Regions from separate parts of the Mus musculus genome. Here regions 2, 3, 4, 5, 6 and 7 are each linked to region 1. The links are chromatin contacts, called in public promoter capture Hi-C maps. All regions are on one chromosome and are shown on one strand. Each heading gives the region's core, a stretch centred on a gene start, on an enhancer-like site or on the middle of the called end of the contact. The rest is flanking DNA. Distances are from core to core; before and after follow the strand shown.

Region 1 (3,234 bases), core at 552-3,051:
GAGGCTCTTAAGCCCCGATCCCCAGGAAGCACCACATCTTATTAATTTGCCTAGTGGCACAGCACTTGGAACTTTGTTTAAATTTCTAACGTACCTAGGGAATAGAACTACTTTAAATCATTCCCACTCTATCAGTCACAGGTAAAATTTCAAGACCCCTTTAACAAGGTCACCTGGAGTTGGTGATGAGGCTCCCTGGGAGCTGGTAGTGTGCATGCATGGTGCCTGTGGTTCAATTTACAGCAATATACTAAATACATAAATAAAAAATAATAAAATATTCAACTGCTTGACCTAATGCTAGGAAAGTTACTACTGTGAACTAAGTCTCTACTGAAGCTTCCTTCCCATTCACTGATAAAGGGGTATCTGCAAGTATTTGTTCACTTCGCTTTCCATTCATCTTTTAAGTTTCTACAACTTGTCAGAGCATCCTGTTAGATGCCAGAAACAGGATGAGGAAATCAGAATAGATAACAAGGTGGCTGGGGAGATGGCTCCGTGATTAAAGTGCTTGCCATGCCGAGAGAGAGAGAGAGAGAGAGAGAGAGAGAGAGAGAGAGAGAGAGAGAGAGAGAGAGAGTTAATATCTCTGGGTTTCGATTGAGAGACCATGCTTCACTGTATAAGGTAGAAAAGCAGCGTTGTAGGATTTCTGACACCAATCTCCGGCCTCCACGTGCACCTGCACCGCCCCCCAACATGTACATCCACTCGTGCAAACAAAACAAAACAAAACAAAACACCAAACCACAGATACAAATGCACACACACAGAGACTCAGACAGACAGACAGACAGACAGACACACACACACACACACACACACAATAGGAGAAGAAAAAAAAATAGGTCAACAATAAAACCCCTGCTTTCTTGCAAAAAACTATGAAGTAGACTGAATGCCGAGTGCTCGCTGTTATAAGAGAGGTTCAAGGGCTGGAAGAGCTTGTGCAAGAGCCAGGGTTGAGCACGGTCCAGAGGAGCGCCAGGCTCAGCCTCTCTCCAGCATCTCTTCACAGGAAAGCCGGAGGCCCTCTTCACGTTCAAGAAGCCCAGGGGAAATCAATTATCCGAGTCTCCCTTGAGTACTCGAGCGCTCTTCGGTGTGACAGGTGTTTCCTGGTGTGCTAGAAATGCAAGCCAAGTGGATTCAGGTCCTGAGTGGCCATGTAACCAGACCCAGTTGATCTGTGAAAAGCGGGGCATGTGGCTAAGGGGATGCAATTTCAAGTGGGCGTTACAGGTGACTCATCAGAGACCTATCGATGGTGTGTGTGTGTGTGTTGGGGGGGGGGGGGTTGTCTTATATCCTTTGTATTTTTGGATAACAGCCCTCCTGACCATTTCCAACTTTTCGGAGTTTCATAGCCCTCGTGCAGAGCGCGTTTTCATACCAGAATCTAGTCACGGATAGGGAATTTGGGGTATGAAGACAATTATTTTTAAAGTGGAGTCGAGACTAGGAGAGAGGCCCTTGCCGGGGAAATTTGCTCAATAAGAGCTTTTCCTACCTCACTCCTCAGAGTGACAGTTCGCCTCAGCCAGATGACTACATTTCCCAGCGGGCGCTGTGCATCTCAAGGCACAGGCTGGCGGGCTCGGGGCGCTCCTCCGCCCAGCTAGCCAATAGAAATGCTCGGCTTGGGCCTCTGTCCGACTAGGAGCACGCGGGAACGGGGGCCTTAAAACTACATTTCCCGACGCGCTGGTAATCGCGCACTGACCAATCAGAGCCAGGTATTTTGAGGCTCGGGGAGGAGCCGACTCGGTCAGCCACCCTCATTGGCTAGGCAACGCTTAGCAGAGCCGGAACCCGGGAGCGAGCGAAACGCAATGACATTTCCTCTTTAAATAACCGGAGCCGGGGCCCCTGTAGTAATGGCCGCGTCGGCAGGTGGGTGGCGTGGTGCGGCCGCCCGCAGTGTCGGAGGAGGGAAGCAGGAGCGCGGGCGCCGGCCACAACCTGAAGCGGCGGCCTTAAGGCGGGAGGGAAGGATGGAGAGACGGCGGGCGCGGAGGCGAGGATGAATGGGGAGGAGGGCGGTGGGCGGCGCGCCCGCGAAGATGGGGCGTCTGGGTACCGGCCGCCCGCGAGGCGGTTGAGGGGTGCCCTGGCAGTCGCCCTCGATCGCGCTGCCCTCGGGAGCCTTCCGTCCCGCGCTCGACCCGGAGCCGAGTCCCCGCGCATCGCCGCCGCTGCCGGCTCGGCTGGCTCGCCTCACACGCTCCCTCCGCGAGCGCGGCGGTCCGGGCTCGCCGGGCTCCGGAGGAGCGCGCCGGCCTGGGAACTTGTTCGCCCTTGTTGAGCTCTCGGCTCCTAGAGCCTGTGTCGGCGCTCCTGTGCCCACACACGGACGTTTGTGTACGGGGTGGGGGGGAAAAAAACCCACGATGCCGTAAACTGGCTTCGAACTTCTTGTGGTTGTGCGATTTTTCTCCTAGATTTAAGTAAGTCTTCCCCAACACCGAATGGGATTCCATCTTCAGACACAGCCAACGATACCATGGATCCTTTCCATGCTTGCAGTATTCTTAAGCAACTCAAAACAATGTACGATGAAGGACAGTTGACAGACATTGTAGTGGAAGTGGATCACGGGAAAACATTTTCCTGTCATAGAAACGTTCTTGCTGCAATCAGCCCCTACTTCAGGTATGACGACGGTAGAAACTTATATATTACTATCCGTACAAGACTCCCTTTCAACCCAGTGTTAGCCACTTGATTGTGGTACTGAGTTGGGACAAATACATAAAGGCAAACCAGGTGTTTATTTTCTGAGAGTAGGTAACAGGTCTTGCTTGTCTTACTAATGAGCCCCTGTTTTGAGGTGGGATTCCAGAGTTTAGATAGTTGGATTTTAAGTTAGTGGACTTGTGAGGTATTCATACTATGTATGCTGCCAGCCACATTTGAAAAAAATTATAATGCTTTAAAATTAAAATCAGTGGCGACACTAAAACATGTCACGTGCACAGACAACTAAGTGTGGCTGGTGGCTGCTGTACTGGGCAACGGGGATATACAGTGTTTCAATCAATCATTGAAATGATCTAGAATTTTAAATATTTCTGATGTTTCCCCACCCCCCACCCCCGGTTTTTAGTACATAGGACTTTTTTTTTTTTTTTTTTTTTTTGAGTTTAAAACATAGGAACTTGCTCCTTTATAAATAAACTAGGATTTTAAGATTGTTTTAATGCCATGGAGTTTTGTGAAGAGTAGTGAAAT
Region 2 (3,234 bases), core at 381-2,880, 2.9 Mb before region 1:
TTTACTTGAGGTTGGAGAAATGGCCCAGCAATTAAGAGTGCTTACTGTTCTTCCAGAGGACCTGAGTTCAGTTCCCAGTACCCACATCAAGTGCCTCACAACCACTTGTAACTCCAGTGCCAGAGAATCCAACACCCTCTGGCTTCATGGGCACCTGCACACATATGGTGTAAATAAACTCTCATGACATACAAAACACACACACACAGAGAGAGACAGACAGACAGAGAGAGAGAGAGAGAGAGAGAGAGAGAGAGGTAAAAGGCCAGGTGTGAGCCCTTGCTTGCTGGCTCCAGGCTTACTGACCAGCCTAGCTGAATCCATGAAGCCCAGGCTGAGAGACCCTATTTCAAAAAGAAACCAAGTCAGCCAGCTCCTTAGAAACATTATCTTTGGTTGAATGCTAATGTATCCACACATACACAAACACAGGGTCGGGTGGGGTGGAGACCTTTAAGTAATTACATCAACACAAAACTTGAAAAAGTGAAAGAACTGCTTCTGGGGAGGAAACACTGCCCTGAAAGCTCCACAGCACACCACCCAAAAGCTTGAAGGCAGAACTTGTCAGCAAGTCTCTGTCTTCCCATCCCAAAGCACAGAGCCTTGTGCCCACAAACCAGATAGATATAGATGCACCTACTGGATCAAATGGGCACAAGGTCAGCACCTGTTGCACTCTGCCAGGCACTTTATTCTCCAGCAACCCCACACCACCACCAACACACTGATGTTGTGGTGTTCCGCCTAGGAAAAATGCTGTCAGAAGTTGAGAGAACTTGTGTGATCCCAAGGTCATACAACTAGTTAAGAGGCCTTTGCATATGCATAAACTCCTGACAAGTGGGGAGTAGAGCCCGAACCCTCTGGTCCACCGAGAGGGTTCCAGAGAGCCCTCACCCCAGCAGATCCCAGGCTAGCAAATCTTAGGTCTTGGGGGTCAACTTGACCAGAGAAAATGGCTTGAAGGCGGCTTCTGGCTCTCATGAAGTCAAGGTCTTTGCCACAGGGGCCACTCTCCACCTTGAAAATTATTCTCTTCTCTCTTTCTGATCCGTTCTACAAATCCACTTCTATCTACAGTCATGTTTATCCCGTACTGTGGAAAATCCCAGTACTGAACCCAGCGTTTTGGGCGCTCAATAAATGTGCAGTAAGTTCGGAAGGGTCCAAAGCATTGCTCAGAGATGATAAACGGGTCAATGAAACCTTTCATTCATCAAGTGTCCTAAGCAGCAGCAAGCCATGCTGTGCACAGGTGCGGAAACTTACTACTCCGCTCCCAAGGCGTTCCCCGCGCCACAGCCTCGCACAAGGGGCCAGCCTTCCAGCCGCAACCCATCCCTCCGGTGGAGGAGCACTCGGGTTTCTATCGGGGATCAGTCGGGATGCCCTCCACTGCCTCAGCTTCTTTCACTGAACCCCGAGGGCTGTGACCCACACTGACCTGGCGCCTTCGCCCAGTTCCCCATACGTGTTGTAGTTCACGGTCATGATCTTCACAGACTCCTTGAATACCACGTCCCCGCGACCCAGGTACTGCAGCGTACGGCGGATCGGGAAGCGACCCTTCATCGGCATGGTGGAAGTCAGGAACTCCTCAAGCCGCGGACCAGCGCGGCTCCGGGAATCTTGGGAGGCACTTCCCGGCGGCCAGCGCGGCCGCGGGGCAGCCTGGGACTCGTAGTTTGGGCCCGGGCTCGCAGCCGCCTCAGCGTTGGGAATCAACCTGTCGTTTTTGTCTTCACAGAAACCAATTATCTTCTCCCAAGATCTCCAGTTCTGAAGTGAAGAGCTTGACGGAAAAGTCGCTGTTGATTCAAAGGGAAAACTTATTTGCAAAGGAGGAAAGAGTGGCTTGCTCTGGCGCGTCAGGGTCTGCCTCAAAGGACTCTGCTTAGAGGAGGGGGTCGTTCGCTTGTTAAGAGTGGTTGTGACAGATATGACAAGTCAACAATCAACATGTCACTCTGCGCTGCATTTTTTTTTTTAGGATTTATTTTTACCTTACTGTTTTGCTTGTGTGTTGTGGCTGTGCACCACATACACGCAGTGCCCGCAGAGGCTGGAAGAGGGCGTTGGGTCCCCTGAAATTGACCTTACAGAGCTGTGAACTGCCATGTGGGACCTCTAAAAGAGCAGCAAGTGCACTGAACTGCTAAGCCATTTTTCCAGCCCCACTGTAATTTTTAATCGCTGTTTATGGCTGAAATTAATTTTTCTATAGGATTCTCAAGATTTTTTCCCTTTGTAATTATGTAAATTTTCAACTGACTTCCCAGGCTTCATAGATGAACTGTCTACTGATAAGCCCATTAGAGCATTTTTCATCTGTTAATCTTTTATTCTAGTATTTTTTTTTCAAAACTTAAGTGTTCTTTCCTCTGCTCAAATAATCCAACAATTCTAGACATGTCCTGTGCACACATGAAGGCTGGGGGAAAAGTGTCCTGCTGTGTTTCTGTTCTCTTAGTAAGCTCCAGCAATTGGGATTGTAACCCACACTTCTGGGGTTACAGGCACAGATGATCTCACCTAGATTTTTACATGGATCCTGGGATCAGAACTCAGACCCTCAAGTACTCTTACCCACCGAGCCATCTCCCCAGCTACCAAATTGTAAATTGTTTTAGTTTTTTTTTTTTTACTTTATGTCTATATTTTTTAAAAGATTTATTAATTTTATTTATGAGTACACTGTAGCTGTCTTCAGACACACCAGAAGAGGGCATCGGATTCCATTACAGATGGTTGTGAGCCACTATGTGGGTTCTGGGAATTGAACTCAGGACCTCTGGAAGAACAGTCAGTGCTCTAAACCACTGAGCCATCTCTCCAGCCCCTATGTATGAGTGTTTTGCCTGCATATATGTGAACACATCACTAATAAGCTTCAGCTATAACTACATGTCTGAAGAGGAAGGTAAGCTTCTAGAGCATACCCTTGAGAGTGCAGCAGGCGGCTGCAGGGTATCTAATCACACTGTGAGCCCCACAATGGTGTTACTTACTGGAAAAACCTTTTTTAGTTGTGGTATGGCTCAGTCTCAGCACACACCTTTAATCCAAGAGCTGCTTCAATACTGTAAACGGGATTAAATAAAGTCAACCGTAGATCAAGAGGAGGAACAGCCAATTAACAGGAAATGGACATAGGATTATTAAGAGAAAACCATTGACAGTAAGAGGGAGTCTTACTGTTAACTGTCCTCACTCACAGCCCAATAACAAAAA
Region 3 (3,234 bases), core at 335-2,834, 2.7 Mb after region 1:
ATGTTGGTTATTGCTACCTCAACGATGTATACATTTTCCAGTTCTCACTCACCACTCCTATTCATGATCTTTCTGATATAAAATTAAAAAAGAAAAAGCTATACTGTGAGGCAAGATATAGGAGTGGGTAACTCCAAGGAGATGCCCAACCATCAGTGTAGACCTTTTAGGATCATCATTTAGTTTATCAACTCCTGAAAGTGAAAAATACACAGAAGAGATGCAAGCTTGCCAAGAATGCCTCCAAGATACACAAAAGAAAGCCAAAATTAATCATCACTGAGCAGCTTTTAAAAAATTCTATGTATGTATTATGTGTACCTGCACCTGCATTCAGCTGTCAGGAGACAGATTGCAGTAGTTAATAGTTCCATTCTTCAGTCATGTGTGTCCTGAGGACCAATTGCAGGTTGTCATGTTTGCAAATAAGTAAATTTACCGACTGAGCCATTTTGCCTGCCCCTAGTGTATACAAATTGCAAGTAATTCTTTCCTTACTTTTGACCTTGCAACACCATCTCAAATAGGTTTCCTAATCTCTTCTTTCATAGATGAGGAAATTAAGGCTTCTAGGAATCCAATGGACATGTCTAAGATTACACAGGATTTCTTAGAAGAACTAGGAATTTCTGCCATCTTAAAATGCCACCCTTAACTCCAATGTCTCAAAGCACTCGTTGATGTTTTATACAACATGAAGAGTCCTGCTGGAACTAACCAGAAGACAGGTCTGAACATACAAATGAGCTAAAGTGCGGTCATTTAATACATCACCTAGCCGAGTACCTTGAAGCTGCACCGGCTTGCAATGTTAGGACAATCTCATCTGAACTCCCAGCCAACTGAGAAATTGAAAGCAGACGGTGGTGGTGGTGGTGAAGCTGTTTGGTAACTTGATGTCTTTTAAAATTAACTGAATCCTTCAAGTGCTGCTTTAGATTAGAGGTGACTAATTGGATAAAAGGAAAGGAGCCTTTCAACTGATGAAGAGTATTGTGGGAGCTTATACTGAGTTCCAGAAAAAGAACGCACAAGAACAACTCCTCCAATAATGCTTTCATTATAAAAGTGAAGTTTCCAACACTCTGTTTCAATAGAGGACAAAATGATGTGTCGCTGCAGTCCAGAAGAGCTCGGGGGCTAATAGAAAGTCCTTTTATTTTAAAAATGGGTTTTAACTCTGACCGAAACTTTCTAGTTTCAAAACCCCTTAGTGTTTTATTTTTTAAATGAACGCTCGGCGTGTCCTCGCAGATGTCTAAACCAGGAGGGACAGTAGAAGCCCAGGCTGAGTTGTTCTTATTAATATTAAACAGCCAGGTCTGTATCCTTGAAGCAAACCGGAGAGACACGGAGAGGAGCTGCTGACATTGACAAGGAATCCAAACAGGACTTGCACTATCCGTGTACACCACGTTGTCTCTCCCCGGTTTGACCTTCTGGGAGTTGTAGTTTTTGCGGAAGCTGATATCCTGGAGAGCTGGTGTGCTCTGCCCAGGCGGAACCACAAATCCCAGGGCGCACCGGGCTCAGCCCCTCCCGCTCTGGTGTGAGAGTAAACTCACCGCGCCGGGGCGGGCGGCCGGCTAGCGGGCTGAGTGGGGCACTGCGCGGGGCGCGCGGCTTGGGGTACCCGAGGCCCCCCATCTTTCTCAGGTGCCCGGGTTCTGGTCCAAGTCCCAAGCAGTGGAAGGCGGGCAAGAGGGAGTCATGCAGTCCGAATCGGGAATCGTGGCGGATTTCGAAGTCGGGGAGGAGTTTCACGAAGAACCCAAAACCTATTACGAACTCAAAAGTCAACCTCTGAAGAGCAGGTGAGTGGTGACAGCTGGAGGGAGGCGCGGCAGGAGGCCCATGGGCCCCGCGCCTGCTACCCTGGGAGGAGAACAGTCAGTCTGGATAGCTCTAGGACAAGGACCCCGTGCCCTTGCCTTGGGGTACAGGGCGACCTGGCCCCTGGCATTTAGGGTCCCGCTTACAGACGACTTGCTTGCATCCCAGGGTATCTGACAGTGGCATTTTGGGGACACCGCGAGTCTCTTGGGATGGCTCATCCAGACGTGGGGACCCTCGGCTGCAGATGCCAGCTGCTGAGCTAGATGGGGGCTGGGGCGGTACCCGGCGCGAGGTGGGGTAGGAGGAGCACCGGACAGGGACTGTGATCTGGTGCTACCAAGAGCAATTTTTCTGAAGCTCCCTAGCAGGCTGAGGGGCTCAGGAGAGGGGGATCTGATGCTCCAGGGCAGCGATGAACTGGCCTGGAGGTCTTCCCTTGTAGACCAGCCCCTCTGGGAGATACTACTCAGAGAGGCCTCTAGGTGAAGTTCACCTGAGCTTCACCTTTCACCTGCCACAGGACAGCACCGAGGAGGTGTGTGTGTGTGTGTGGGGGGGGGGGGTGAATAAAAGGAGGGGAGGAGGTTGTGGGTGGGCGTGTCTCTCAAGCTGGGCAAGCTGTCTGGAATAGAAGTCTTTACAAATGCAAGAAGGAAGGAAGGAAGGAAGGAAGGAAGGAAGGAAGGAAGGAAGGAAAGAGAGAAAGAAAGAAAGAAAGAAAGAAAGAAAGAAAGAAAGAAAGAAAGAAACAAACAAACAAACTACCTTAGAGGTCTGTGGTGGTTGGGAATGCTCTCTTGGCACCTACACACATTTAATTCTCCAGGCGCTTCAAGAACTTTGGGCCTAGAGTGAAGATGTTCTCTAGTCTGGTGCCTCCCAACTCTTCAGTACCTCTGCAGTATCCTAATCCCTCACGCCACCCTCCATTGCTACTTGCCTGGCAGAATCGGTTATCACTCTCTTTGGTCCCTCTGGACCCTTGAAGTGCTTCTTATTTGTCATGTTTACAGAGAGGGGGATAGTCACTGGAATCTGTGACTTTATTTCCACCCTTTCAGTTGTGCGATGAAGTAAGGCTAACATCATCACCTGGTGCATCAATTGTCTAGGGTCTAGATGAGTGAGGTTCCCCTGGTAGAGGGGCAGAGGGACTCACTTTCAGGGGCCAGGAAGGCAGAATTGAGGGGTGGAATCTTTGGTTTGGGAGACAAAAAGGCTGGGTCTTATAAAGTGGAGACAGGTTGCTTTCCTTCAGGGCTGGGACAGGACCTTGAATCCAGTCATGGGAACAAACTCTGGGAGGAGCAGAAGCCCTGGCTCCCTGGCTAAGGCAGGCTTTTTGCACATGCTTGTGGCAGAGTGGAAGGAAATGTGTTAGGCATCAAGATGCATAAA
Region 4 (3,234 bases), core at 435-2,934, 2.4 Mb after region 1:
TTCCTCAATATTTAAAAAGAAAAGGCGGCCCTACGTGATGGGGCTGGGGTGGGTGTGTTTACTCCCAACCAAAGTGAGCAGAGACTTCCCAAGAGAGAAAAGGACTGAAAGATAGACACACGTCTGGCTCCAAAAAGCCAGGAGTGCAGTTTCTGGTGGCCAGATGGGCTATGGGCACAGCTCCCTAATGCTCTCAAGCCCCATCGGGCCTCCAGGGCTCTCAGTCAGTGAGCCTTGCTAAGTCTATTTCAAACATATTACAGATATGTTAGGCAAACCAGGAACACTGAAACCACAGGTTAAAATGTGTGTGTGTGTGTGTGTGTGTGTGTGTGTGTGTGTGTATAAACAAGAATAGCAAGGGAACATTCATTCCTGAGAACTCTTGTAGTCTGTCCTTAGTTGGCTTTTATTCTATCTGGTTGATGGAAGACTATGACTTTTCAAAAATCAAAGCTAGAGTCGCATATGGGACACTCTATGACAGATATAGTTCAGCCCTATTAGGAATAGGGTCAGGTTATGTGTAAGGAATTCAGAGAACTGTAACAAACTATCCCCAGGAAAGAAGCCCAGGTATGAATCTTCATAATTCAACAATGCAGTTTTTATTCTTTTATCTTAAAGGTATCCATCTCCCAGTCAGAGTACTTTTATATCCATTTACTACTGTTCACAAAAATCCAGGCAAGTTGCAATCCCAGAGAGGATGAATGGTCTCCTCATTGGGCAAAGTTGCTGCAGATTTTGCCTGCAAGATGGGGCCAGCCAGCAAAGCAATAAAGAGGCTGTGTTGTGCGACAGATTAAATCCAAGTGTAAGCATTCCAGCGCTCAGCCAAGCCACCCTTCCCTTCCCTAGCCTGTCAGCCTCCCACAAAGTGCTCCCAATCCGCCGCTGTCCTTCCGTCCCAAAGCCAGGCAACACAGAATCAGCTTTTCCTGGCTGTGCCCTGGAAGCAGGGGCTGCCTGGTGGAAAAGTGCAATAAAATCAAGAAGGAAGAAGACAAATTCACTAAGACATGCTCTGACAGCAAGCAATGACGGGAAATCATAGCTTCCGAAATGGCCACCTCCAATGAAATGAAATGAAATAAAACAGAAATAATCCTCTCAACCTCAAAGTCGCTTTCCACAAACGACGTGTTGCAAAGGCTATAAGCCCCTTTACTAGTGCCAGCAGGAACCTCCATCACGTTATAATATATGTTTGCTTGGGGTGGGGTGGGGGAGCGGATAACTCCCAAGTGCCCCCATGCCCAACTGAAAAAAAAAAATTATCAAGCCACAGTTAGCTAGAGCTGCTGAGGGCTTGACCCAAGCGCTAAGCTCCCCGCGAGGAGTTGAAAACAAAGATATGGGAAGCCTGAGGTTATGAAATCATACAGGTGGACCGGTCCTCAGTTGAGCGCCGGGCATCCCCGCAATGGCCCCAGGGCGCCAGCTCCTGGGCTCACCTGGTACACATCCCGCAGCCCGCACCACGTCCGCAGCACCTGGTGGCAAGCCCGCAGCCTCTCGGTGTACCATCTCCGCAGCGTGGACACGGTCAAGTTCCACACGAAGCGGCTGCCGCTGAACAGCAGGTCCTCCACTCCGCACATGAACACCGAAGCCATGCCGCTGCTTTCCCTCGGAGCCTGGATTCCGCGATCCTGGGCTCGCCACGCTCTGCTGTAGCTGACAGCCCCGGGGGTGGGGGGTGGGGGGTCAGATCTGCCACTGAACTCGCCTTTCACTGTGTGTCCCGGCCAGGTTGGGGCGGCATGCCCGGGGATTGGGTGCCCGCCAGCCAACGGCTGCGACTGGCACGGAGGCTGTGTCACCCCGCCCGCCCCCACCCAGCGCCAGCTTCCTAAGCTCCGCCAGGCCAGCCCTGGGTGCTCCCTGGGCGCGGGAAGCCCTGGCCAGTGAGGACTCCCCGCTGAGCTGCTCCTGGGCACAGGGCCGCAGGCAAAGCCCAGCAACTCTTTGCAAGCCTAGTAGGGAGCTGCATTTCAGCGCGCTTGCACACACACACACACACACACACACACACACACACACACACACAGAGAGAGAGAGAGAGAGAGAGAGAGAGACACACACAGACACACAATCACACACCTAGACCTAGCCCCGGGACACCTGTATTTTACTCTTTAAGGTCGCTCTGCCTTGCATCTTGCTCTGTCCACACCTCAGTGATAAACACCTCTGGGGAAGCTATAGAAGCAGAAGACCGGGAAGAAAAAAAAAATCCTGCAGCATCTCCCTTTAGATCTCACTCCCGAGAGAATTGTGCGTGTTTTCTTGGCTCTGCTGAAACCAGATGAAGAGCCTCAAAGCAACAGTGTGTACGCGCCTCCAGCCTCTCTTTGCTCCTAACTTGAAGGTCTCCAAGAAAATGCCAGCCTGCCTTGGCCACCAGCAAAGCAGGTTCCCTGATACCCTCGTGAGGCCAGTTTCAGGGCAGCTGTGGGCTCAGAAGAAAAACAAGGCTTCTTTGATCCTCTGGCAAACAGCATTCAGTTAAGACTCCCTAGGAACCAGAAGCTTCGAGAGAGGATCCCTGGTCAGTTTGTACAAAATTCTACCTCAGGATATACCGGGCCACAGATGGCATCACACATCCGACGGGGGAGCTCACTGCTCAAAAATAAATACGAAATAAGTACATGAATAGAAAAATAAAAACTCGTCCTCAGCTCCAGAAGCCCTGGGACAATTCGTGCTTTTTAAGGTCTCCACAGGGAATGATAAGTCTCTAAGGAGTTTGAAAAGGGAATCTAAGAAGTCCCACACACCCGAGTCTGTATTTTTCCTTGAGAATGTTTGCACATTGCAGTCCCCAGAATCCCATCCCATTTCCAGAGCAAGCTCACTGCAGCTGGGAAGCAATCCTAATTACACTCACTGGATCACGTGTACACAGACGTCTCTACACGAGAGGGAGGGGCCCAGCATCAAGGGGCGGAGTCAAGAGAAGGCAATGGGATGATTATGATCAAATGACATTATCCATGTGTGAAAGTGTCCTGAAGCCCATTATTATATAATTAATACATGATGATGAGGAGGAGGCGGAGGAGGAGGAAGAGATAAACAACCTACTGCCCCAGATTTCAGGATGGAGGTATTTCTCTCTGAATCTACCTTGTTGGACAATGGTGAGCATTTCATTGGTCGACTCACACCTGTGCTATTGTCTTTGCTATTAAGTGGCTGAGAGGTGAGATGCCAAAGCTTTTCTTC
Region 5 (3,234 bases), core at 517-3,016, 2.3 Mb after region 1:
GAAATATGTGTAGATAGGTCCAGGTTATTTTAAAATTTTAATTATTTTTGATTTTATATGTGCGAGTGTTCTTGCATCATGTATGAGCACCATATGGCCTTCAAAGGCCAGAAACGAATGTCAGACTCCCTGGATTTGAAGTTAGAGACAGATGTGAGTTGCCACGTGGATGCTGGAAACCCATCCAGAGTCCTTGCAAGAGCATCAAGTACTCTTAACTGCAGAGCCACCTGTCTAGTCCTCAGGGTCCCTTTTTCTTTTAAAGGAATATAGGGCCTCTTTGCATCATCACTAAGCCATCTTTTTCATTCTTCACCAAACACTTCACATGCCAGGCAAATGCCAGACACCCTGTAAACACCAACACAGGCCATGTGTCACCATCTTTCAAAACCAACAGCTTGGAGAAGCACCAAGCCATCTGCCATAACTAAGTGATGAGCTGCACTCCTAAATGGCAGCAAGCTTTGCAGTAAAGAGAGGAGTACTTCCCTTCAGATTTCAGTCCCAAGAATGTGTTTGGTTCAGTTCAAATGTGCTCAGGCAGCAAACACACACACACACACACACACACACACACACACACACACACACACACACAGGGGTGCTGTAGGGAAATCAGAAATCAGCTTGGAAAACATCATGGTCCAAGCCTCAACTGATTGGACTTTGTGGCCCTGGAGGAGAGAAGCAGCCACCGGATCTGAAACCTGACTGTCTGGGACAAGCATCTCTTCCATACATACTGTCTTCTGTTCTTCATTGATGGCAATCGACAACCACGTGGAGTGCTCATTTCTTAAGTTTTCGTTCATGACAAGGACTATGACATTGGTTCTTCACAAGGTGCCAGGCACCAGAGCTGGTATTATGGGTGTTCAGATTAGCATTGTGGTTGCACAGGATCCCAGACTCATTAGGACCTCATGCTTGATGTGTTTCTTCTTTACCACGGCTCTTTTCCCCCCTTTGAGATAGTTTCTCTGTGTAGCTCTGGCTATCCTGGACTTCACTCTGTAGACCAGGCTGAACTTGAACTTAGAGATCTGACTGTCTCTGCTTCCTAAGTGCTGGAATCAAAGGCATGCTCCACTACCACCCAGCCATTATACTTCTTCTTCTTCTTCTTCTTTTTTTTCCATTACACTTCTTAATACTATTGTTATTATTTTGTGTTGATTGGGCTCAAACTAAGGGCTGTGTGTTGGCTGGGCAAATGTTCTACTTGTCAAGTACATCTCCAGCCCTTGTATTTTTGAGACAGAGTCTCAAACGTCTTGTCTTGAACACGTGACCCTCCCTCCCTCTGCCTCCCAAATATGGGAGTTACAGGTCCTGCCATGCTTGACTCTTGTTGAATAAGGAGTTGTGTGTTTTCCTTTTGCATAGGGACTCTCTGCCTGGCATTGTGCTGAGCAGGAGAGGCAAGGACTATGACCACAAGTCATGATAAAAATGAGGGCCAAGGACCCTGCCCAAGGCAGCTGCTTGCAGGGACGTGGGCTGAGCATAAAGCGTGTCTACTATGCTCAGGGCTACGCAGTATGGCACCTGGGAAGCTCTCAGCAGCTACTGAATGAAAAAGAACTTCTGTTTAAAAAGGAAAATCACCAACTACAGAAAATGAATTCATAAGTTCCTAAAACTGGGGCTGATAACACTGAAAGTTTATTTAAGGTCTCCCTGCGATCACATGCTACAACCGTTGGACTGGACAGTACGCCGTGTCCAGGAAAAACAGCTCCGATGGAAAAATCTGTTACTCATGTTCTCCTCCAGGCAGAAAAAGAGGGAACTTTCTTGCACAGGGCGGGTTCTTGCTTTCTTAACCACAAATGGAAAAGCCGAGGTGAAAAGCTTGGGGGAGAGCGGCAGGCATCCGGGCTTCTCAGGACTGTCTTACAGCAAGAGGCCAAAGGCACGTGCGGCACTGGACACAAACTGTAAAATCTAATAACTTCCTCATGTTTGGAAAAATAAAGACAAAGAGGCCTTTGAACACCGTGTTTGAAGTCCACTTCACACACAGGGACAGAGACCCAGAGCACTCAGTGCTAGGAGCCTCCCAGCTGGGGGTAAGAAAACGGACTCTGCACCCAGGGTCCGGATTCCCAAGCAGGGACTTTCACAGAGGTTGCACAGACAATGCGAAGAAAGTGGCATGACCTTCCACGCAGCCTTCAATCTCACTTCCTTCCTGGCTTTCTGCAGAATCTGATTTTTTTTGTTCTGTTTCGGTTTCCCCTTTCTCTGCCCATTTGCAGTGCTTTGAAAAAAAAAAACTATCCCCTCCTCTTTCTCCTACCCCTCCTCCTCTCCCCTCTCCTCCTCCTCTTCCTCCTCTACTTCTGACACAGGGGTCTTCTCTATATAGCCAGGCTAGCCTTAAGTTAGAGTTACTCCTATCTAAAATGATTTTTTTTTAACGAAGGAAGACTTTATTTAGGGTACACACAGTGGCTGAACTGGCATCACTCACTGTATCCGTTTCTGCACACACCTTTTAATCTGGCCACTCTTGAGACATCTAAATCAGTAGTTCTCAAATCTGTGGCTCTCGACCCCCGCAGGGTCATATAGCAGATATCCTGCCTATCAGATGCTTACAGTACGCTTCATAGGGCAAAATTACAGTTATGAAGTAGCAATGAAATAATTCTATGGCGGGGGCGGGGGTCACCACAACATGAGAAACTGTGTTAAAGGGTCACAGCATTAGAAAGGTTAAGAGCCACTCTCTTTATTATTCCCTCCTTTCTGTCCTCTGGGTCATTGTAAACCAAATCTACAACTCTGGGTAATTTTGTCTGTAAAGATTTCAATATAAAAGATCATGACATTGTTTTTAAATATAAACCCAGATAACTAAAAGAAAAAAAATCTCACTATCTTCACATATCTGTTAAGAGTTCAGATTTCCAATTGATTGATAATGTTCCTTATTTGCTTATTTTTGGGTCAAGGTCTCACTATGTAGTACAACTTGGCCTCAAACTCATGACTACCCTGCCCCAGCCTCTGGAGTACTAGGATTATAAATGTATTTGACTGCATCTGTTTCCAATTCTTTCCCTCTCCTTCTCGCCTTACATCTCCGTCTCCCTCTTCTTCTCTGTCTGAGTCAGGGTCTCTCTATCTCTCTATATAAGCCCTAGCTATTCTGGAACTATCTATGTAGAAACACTGGCTTTGACCTCACAGAGATCTGTCTGTCTTTGCCTACAGAATGTGCTG
Region 6 (3,234 bases), core at 472-2,971, 2.3 Mb after region 1:
CAAAGGAACAAAGGGTAACCATACAAAGTGGAGGACACCACCGGCCTTTACCCCATTGCAGGGAGTTCTCTGGTCAGTAGACGTGATTCAGTAACTATACTGCTAACCTTAAATGCTTAGATTGCTTAAATAGCTTGTTCTCCCCTTCTACCCAACTCTCAAAATTTCTTTTGGAATATTAAGATGTCAAACAGGCTTATTCAAGTCGAAAATCAACCCATTAGTCAAACCCTGGAGAGGGCAGCAATCCAATATCTGGGTTTAATGCCTTTCTTATTTCCTTGTCATAATCAATAAACTAACTCAGAACCACTCACTGTTCAGGGATGAGGGCAAAGCTCAGCAGTGGCGTGTTTGCTGAGAAAGTGCGAGGCACCGCACTTCATCACCAGGACTACAAACACACCAAGTAAAGCAGCCCCGTGCCTGAAGTCAGCGAAGGCTGTTGTCCAGCTCTTGGTTTTTGTATGATTGTGACCATTCAGAGTTGAGCTTCTTAACTCTCAGACACACACAGAAAAGAAACTAACATATGCAGATAGATTATTTTTATCAAGTGTGTTTATTTACCTACTTGATAGGTATTTAATGTTTCTATTTATTATTTGAGAATATCATGCAACATAATTTGAACAATACTCTTTCCCTTCTCCCCACTCCTCCCACCAGATCCTCCCTTAAAATAATGTTTTTAAAGTGGAGTATTTGTTGTATATGGTACTGGCTTTCATAAGGTCGTTTTCATGCAAGCATATGATGCGCTTTGAGTGCATGCCCCTTCCCCATTTCCTTCCCTATCCACCCCCTCACTAGTTCACTTGGGTCCCTAGACTGTTTCGGTCTCACTTTCGGGCCACATAGACACACACAATTTTACACCATGATTCTTTGTATGTGAGAGTGTGGGTACATGTGCCCATGGGTGTTCGCAGAGGGAGGACAAGGGCTAAGCATAGTTCTTCAGGTGCTGTCCACCTTGGTTTTTTGAGACAGTCTCTCACTGTCCTGGAGTATCCAGGTTAGGCTAGGCTGCTGGGCCAGCAAGTCCAAAGGTTCCACCCATCTCTGTCTCCCTAGCCCTGGGATCACAAGTAAGGGTTGGCATACATGTTTTGTCCTGCTTGCTGTTGTTTTGTTTGAGACAGGGTCTCTCTGTGGAGTCCTTGCACTCACTATGTAGACCAGATTGTCCTTGAACTCACAGAGAACTACTAGTTTCTGTCTCTGTAGTACAGAGTGCTGGGATTAAAGGTGTGCATCATTATGCTCAGCCCATGCATGGCTTTTATATATATATATATATATATATATATATATATATATATATATATATATATATAAAGTGTTGTGGGGATCAAAGTCAGGCTCAAGTACGCTCCCCAGGCCTACCTACATCATGTACGTTTATCATGTACTGTGTTCTCACAAGCACCCCATGAAATAAACAGTTTCAACTTTCTCTTTTATGGTTGAAACTGGACCCTCAAGAGTTTGAGAATAACTCATTGAGTTCCCAACAGGTAATGAGAGGCTGAGTCAACTCAACCAGGGGCTCACCAGATGACAGGAAAGGGCCAAGGCTGGGGTTGTAACTGCACAGATGGAAGTGTGGTGGGAACCACATCTTCTCCCTGGAAATGGTCTGAAGGTGCTTCTGCAACCAGTCCCTCCCGAGGGCCCAGAGAACACTGTCGAGTTCATGGCCACAGAGTCCCTCGGGTTATTTCTGCAGTTACTTCCTCTTTCTTGAAGACCAGTGGTTAGGCAGTATTTTTAGACATTGTGGTACAGTATCAATGAGTCCAAAAAGGAAAAAAGAAAGAGAAGAAAAAGACGAGGAAGGCACAAATGCTGGAAACAGGAAAAGTCACCAACGTATAACCAGGGTGTAACCAAGATGCGCTGTGGCAGGTCTGCAGCACAGGTTAGCCGCCCTCCACAGTGGAGTTGGAGAAAGTGGAAATTCTGGCGTTGGGCTTATGTGAGAAGCAGACAGCCTGTGGTCTGGAAACTTATAATAGTTCTGCCAACGGTTTTCTCCTTTCCTGAGAAAAACAGCCAATAGGGAGAGGCGGGGGCAGAGCGGCTTTCAAGAATTTTAAAAAGTAACGACATGGGCTGTCCGGGGAAGGGCTTTTCCAGATGAATGGCTGTGCTTGTGATGAACAGACACGCAGGCCACCGCTTAGTGCCCGAATAACAAGCCCAGCAAGCCTGACTCTGAGCCTCTGCAGGGCAAACGGATTCTGTATGTCACAAGGAAACACAGATAAACCTTAGAGGTCCCCAAACCCTCTCAGCCCCTATTCTGAGCACCCGGCTCTGCATCCATTCCTCAACTCCATTCAAACCTCTGATTGGTGTCTATCAGTCTCTCTGCTCTTTGCAATCCATGTTCAAACACAGTCTAAAGAAGTCCTCAGGGGACTCACAATTAGTAAAAACGGACTGTGTTAGAACCAGAGTCCTGGCCTGTCTCAAATTAGTTGGTAGAAAATATACCAGGGACAAAGGATTTAGAAAAGTTTACCAAATTGTGAAAAGTTCAGTTCATTTGGGCTTTTGGAAAAAATAACCTTTCCCACCCCTTGCCTCATTTCTTTCCTGCTTGCGTGTTTGTACTGGAGATGGAACCCAGGGCCTTTCACTCACTAGGCTAGTGCACTCCCAGTCCACTACTGCCCCAGTCCACAGAAACTTGAATCTCAAGACCCAGGCCTCATATCGTCACAGAAGAAACACCCCTCTCAGCCTAGAAGCTACCAGCACGCAGTCATGAACATGTCTTGTCTTGTTGCTATGTAGGCTCTGATTTTAGCCGGGTTTGTGGAGTCCCTCTGAAGTTTTATCATGGAATTAAATGTTAGCGAAATGAAACAAAATAAAAGCTGGGCGACCACAGGTTAGGAGAAGACGAGACTAGTCTTCCCCTCTACAAACAAACAAACTAAATAAAATTATCAAGCAGCAGGGGAAGGACGGGAGCAGGAGCCCTTTTCGAGAGGCTGTGTGATGGGACCAATGACAGCAGTGCCTGAGAACGCAGTGACTGCCTCATGCAGGCCAAATAGTAACATTTAAAGCACACGTCTAACGTACTTTAAGAACATACATAAGAGCAACGAAATGCACAGGTTGCTTTAGGATGTGCCGTGTGATAGCAATTAAATCCCAGAAACTAAGATGTACACAGCCACCTCCAAGCCACAGCTTACTAAAATTCAACTTTTGAAG
Region 7 (3,234 bases), core at 421-2,920, 2.1 Mb after region 1:
TCTAACACTAGTTATGGCTCCTCCCAAGTTGGAAAGATGAGAGCCACTGAACACTTTGGATGAAAGCAATGATCATACATTTCTTTCCTCAGAAGGATCCCAGTATTTTTTTTTCCTTTAAAAACTAAAAATAAAAAACAAACAAACCTCTCCTAATACTAAGGTCCATTTGTTGTCACAAAACACACACACAAGAAAAATGTTTAGATTACAATTATGCCACAGATAGGCATTTATTTACCATCAAGAAATCTTTGAGAACATGCAACTAATAAAGTGGGACTTCTCTAAAAAACAAAACAAAACACTCAAATGCACTTTATAACCACAGATTCATTCATGTTTGGTTGTGATAACTTTCCTGTAACCCCAAAGTTTCTACCTTCAAATATATTAGTGATTTCAATTGTTTACAAAAGGGACTAACATACATTGCATAGCTGATGTTCTGATGCAATGCTGGGTCTCACGCCATAACCAAGCACACTCTAGCTTTGAGAAGATTCCTTAACTGTCAGAAACTTCAGCTGTAGACTGCAACTACTTCTGATGGTCATGAGGTAAAGAGATCATCAGGTATTGAACTTAGGGGCTGCTCTTGGCAGACAGCAAGCGCTCAAACTTTGTTATTTCGTGCTGAGTTGGGAATTAAGCGGTGAGAAAGGGTGAGCCCTTGCATTTGAAATTCACCCATAGGGAGGGGCATGGAAAAGACCAAAGTACTACTGAGAGCTGACACAGAAATTATGAATCACCACACCCAATACACGAGTATTTTTTCCCCCTTCCCACGGAGGGCGGGGAGAGGAATCACGTAGGATTGGCCATATGAAAAGAATTTTAAAGTCTGCGGCATCAAAAAAAACTAAGTATTTAATACAGGTTGTGTGGTAAATGAGAGAGCAAGTGAGTTGCCGTGTCCTTTAAGACCCAATTACCTTGCAAAAATGACAAGTTTTAACACAATTCCTGATTCACGGAGTGTTCATAAAAAGTTTATGTGTACTATTGTCTCAGTGTTCATCAAGGACCCAAAACAGGCCTCGTGTCCATTTAGATTTAGATTGGATTCACTTGCCACAAGGTCACAGCTCTGACAATTTGGGTTGGAGGAAGAGGGGAGTACCGGGTGGCTTTTGCAGGAGCATAGCCAGGGAGCAGCCGGCCGGTGGCTCGAGCTGGGGACGGGGTCAGGGGTGAGGACGCGCGGCCTGCTCCAGGTGACCCCCTCCCAGCACCCTCGGGCCCGCTGCGGCTGGTCCCCTAGGCCTGGGATTAGGGGGAGGCGGGGGTCTCCGGAGAGGACCCCGGCCTCCCAGCAGCACTAACTTCTCAGCCAGCAGCTCCTCTATTCTCCTTCTTTTCTTCTCCCTAAAAGAAAGAGAGAATAAAAGAAGGGTCAGCATCAAGCTCCAAAGAGGGCGCCGCAAGGGTATGGGGGGCGAGGGGACGGGGAAGGGGTTGGGGGACCCCCGGCTGGCAGCGGTGACTGCCCACCGCCGCGCTCTCTCACAACCCAGCCCAACTCGGCGCTCCGGCAAAATCCCGATACTTACGGCTCCTCGCCATCCGCCATATTGTTCCCCGCCTCTTCCCAGAGGCCCTCGCGCCGAGCGGGTCCGCCCGGGAGGGGCGGGACTGCAGGTGAATGGAAGGAGGGAGAGCCGAGCCAGGGAGGAGGGGAGGAGCTTCAGGTAAGAAAGTGAGGGGGCGCGGCGGGGCGGGGCTTCAAACGGAGAGGCGGAGCTGGGGTTTGGGTTCCGAGGCTTTAGGAGGGAAAAACTGAGCAGGCGCGGAGGGGCGGGGTCCAGTGCTTTGAGACTGGGCTATTAGAAGGAGGAGCGAAGGCGGAGCCAGTACTAGAGGCGCGGCTTCAGGGGACGAGAGGGAGGGGCGGGAGCGTCTGGGAAAGCTAGTTGAACAGCGGGAAGCAGTGGCTAAATAGGCTGCTTAGGTCCCCTTAGGCTTTGCAAGCATTTCCCAGTGTATTTAAAATCTTTGATTAATTGTGCCTACTTAATATTATACCATCTATAATGTTGCTATGCCACATGAACTTAGATATGTTACTTATTTATACACTTATACGTTGACACATAATTGCATAAAATGTTCATATATTCTATTTAAAAACTAAAATAGCCACCCCAATATGCCAGTGCTTTTCTCCGGGAAAATTGGTGAAAGAAATTTCCGTTTTCCATATATCAGGAAGATTCAAAACCCTTGCTTTTATGGGCATGAAGTTTAAAGCATTAAATAGACATAGGGTGAAGAGTCTTATTTTCTTTGTGACACTTCAGTGTCACACCAGTCTGTCAGAAAACTAATCTGTTATACATATATACATCAAGATATATATTAGATAAATAAATGAATGATAGATAAGATAGATGATTAGGTATGAAAAGTATAGAGATTTATTTATAACCTGTCACTTGAAAGTGTTAATAAATGAATGAATTTTTGACTCTATTCTTCACAGTCATATATTGTATGTAAATGACTGATTCTGGTAGACAAGAAAGGAAAGAATAATTGTGTTAAACATATCACTTTTAGTAAAGTGAGATAAAAAAATTTAATATGTAAGTCTGAACTGAATTTAAACCCTTACTACTCAGCTATTAACTGTGAGCCCTTGGGTATTTCCAGATCCTCATTTGTAAAATGAGAATAACAACATTCACGATTTTAAGATTGAAAATTAAGTGAATTTTTAAGTGGCTCTCAAATATGGTTTTTGATTGGAATTACTTGAAGGTTACAAATGCCAGGTTTGAGTTTTATCACAAGAGGTGGTTTGTGGACACACTGTTTGAAAACCAGTGAAGTGCCCTGATATAGCTTCTAGGGTGCTCATTAAAGGGGGACGGGGGGGCTGCTACTACTCACTTGAGGCATGCAATCTACTTTGTCCTGCTCTCATTGAACCTTAAGGAAGGCTCATCTGTTACGATCCCCCAGCTACTTTCATCAATAGCACACATTGAGCTAAAAATTCAGTCATAACCAGACAGTGAGAAGAGGAAACTGAGCCTTAGAAATAGAACAAAAATAGCAGAAGAAGGAGAAGAAGAAGAAGAAGAAGAAGAAGAAGAAGAAGAAGAAGAAGAAGAAGAAGAAGAAGAAGAAGAAAGCCTGCAGGGAACCCAGGTTTAATTCCCAGCACCCACACAGTGGCCTTCAACTCGCTGGCACCCAGCACACAAGTGGTGCAAATGTACATGCAGA

The links. Promoter capture Hi-C pulls out the DNA fragments that hold promoters and counts their contacts.
Region 2: a promoter capture Hi-C map of liver shows a contact between it and region 1, with 4 times the contacts expected there. The contact joins the promoter of Mrps25 here to the promoter of Kbtbd8 in region 1. A contact is called at or near these places in 2 of 39 promoter capture datasets (liver and pre-B cells).
Region 3: a contact with region 1 is called in a promoter capture Hi-C map of pre-B cells, with 9 times the contacts expected there. The contact joins the promoter of Mitf here to the promoter of Kbtbd8 in region 1. A contact is called at or near these places in 1 of 39 promoter capture datasets (pre-B cells), 2 of 484 Hi-C or Micro-C datasets (CD4 T cells and regulatory T cells), 2 of 115 datasets of contacts at active chromatin or transcription factors (astrocytes and large pre-B cells) and 1 of 9 other capture datasets (adipose tissue).
Region 4: a promoter capture Hi-C map of pre-B cells shows a contact between it and region 1. The contact joins the promoter of Frmd4b here to the promoter of Kbtbd8 in region 1. A contact is called at or near these places in 4 of 39 promoter capture datasets (3T3-L1-derived adipocytes, hippocampal neurons, liver and 1 more) and 1 of 9 other capture datasets (liver).
Region 5: a contact with region 1 is called in a promoter capture Hi-C map of pre-B cells, with 6 times the contacts expected there. The contact joins the enhancer-like site here to the promoter of Kbtbd8 in region 1. A contact is called at or near these places in 3 of 39 promoter capture datasets (hippocampal neurons, liver and pre-B cells), 1 of 115 datasets of contacts at active chromatin or transcription factors (large pre-B cells) and 1 of 9 other capture datasets (embryonic stem cells).
Region 6: a contact with region 1 is called in a promoter capture Hi-C map of pre-B cells. The contact joins the enhancer-like site here to the promoter of Kbtbd8 in region 1. A contact is called at or near these places in 5 of 39 promoter capture datasets (the 3T3-L1 cell line, the C10 cell line, liver and 2 more) and 1 of 115 datasets of contacts at active chromatin or transcription factors (large pre-B cells).
Region 7: a contact with region 1 is called in a promoter capture Hi-C map of pre-B cells. The contact joins the promoter of Uba3 here to the promoter of Kbtbd8 in region 1. A contact is called at or near these places in 14 of 39 promoter capture datasets (the 3T3-L1 cell line, 3T3-L1-derived adipocytes, the C10 cell line and 9 more), 5 of 484 Hi-C or Micro-C datasets (B cells, the Ba/F3 cell line, CD4 T cells and 2 more), 8 of 115 datasets of contacts at active chromatin or transcription factors (astrocytes, embryonic forebrain, embryonic stem cells and 3 more) and 3 of 9 other capture datasets (adipose tissue, embryonic stem cells and liver).

The regions. Positions count from the first base shown.
Region 1 is chr6:95,116,079-95,119,312 of GRCm38.p6, forward strand. Kbtbd8 (kelch repeat and BTB (POZ) domain containing 8) reads left to right here and starts at 1,802. Exons shown (of 4, transcript NM_001008785.5): 1 at 1,802-1,896; 2 at 2,445-2,655. The coding sequence starts at 1,881. It overlaps Kbtbd8os (kelch repeat and BTB (POZ) domain containing 8, opposite strand), which reads right to left and starts at 1,553. Exons shown (of 2, transcript NR_153843.1): 1 at 1,514-1,553.
Region 2 is chr6:92,182,393-92,185,626 of GRCm38.p6, forward strand. It overlaps Mrps25 (mitochondrial ribosomal protein S25), which reads right to left and starts at 1,631. Exons shown (of 4, transcript NM_025578.4): 1 at 1,448-1,631. The coding sequence starts at 1,581.
Region 3 is chr6:97,805,474-97,808,707 of GRCm38.p6, forward strand. It overlaps Mitf (melanogenesis associated transcription factor), which reads left to right and starts at 1,585. Exons shown (of 10, transcript NM_001113198.1): 1 at 1,585-1,814. The coding sequence starts at 1,711.
Region 4 is chr6:97,486,136-97,489,369 of GRCm38.p6, forward strand. It overlaps Frmd4b (FERM domain containing 4B), which reads right to left and starts at 1,685. Exons shown (of 23, transcript NM_001346637.1): 1 at 1,458-1,685. The coding sequence starts at 1,619.
Region 5 is chr6:97,462,220-97,465,453 of GRCm38.p6, forward strand. The region is part of intron 1 of Frmd4b (FERM domain containing 4B); the gene reads right to left. Among named protein-coding and RNA genes, the nearest start is that of Frmd4b, 24 kb to the right of the region's middle. Within about 2 kb of position 1,767, at least 111 of the 459 cell types and tissues checked have an H3K27ac peak or open chromatin away from gene starts, as enhancers often do. A contact at or near this core is called in liver and pre-B cells, where this site is marked.
Region 6 is chr6:97,437,415-97,440,648 of GRCm38.p6, forward strand. The region is part of intron 1 of Frmd4b (FERM domain containing 4B); the gene reads right to left. Among named protein-coding and RNA genes, the nearest start is that of Frmd4b, 49 kb to the right of the region's middle. Within about 2 kb of position 1,722, at least 82 of the 459 cell types and tissues checked have an H3K27ac peak or open chromatin away from gene starts, as enhancers often do. A contact at or near this core is called in pre-B cells, where this site is marked.
Region 7 is chr6:97,203,977-97,207,210 of GRCm38.p6, forward strand. Uba3 (ubiquitin-like modifier activating enzyme 3) reads right to left here and starts at 1,671. Exons shown (of 18, transcript NM_011666.3): 1 at 1,557-1,671; 2 at 1,330-1,371. The coding sequence starts at 1,576.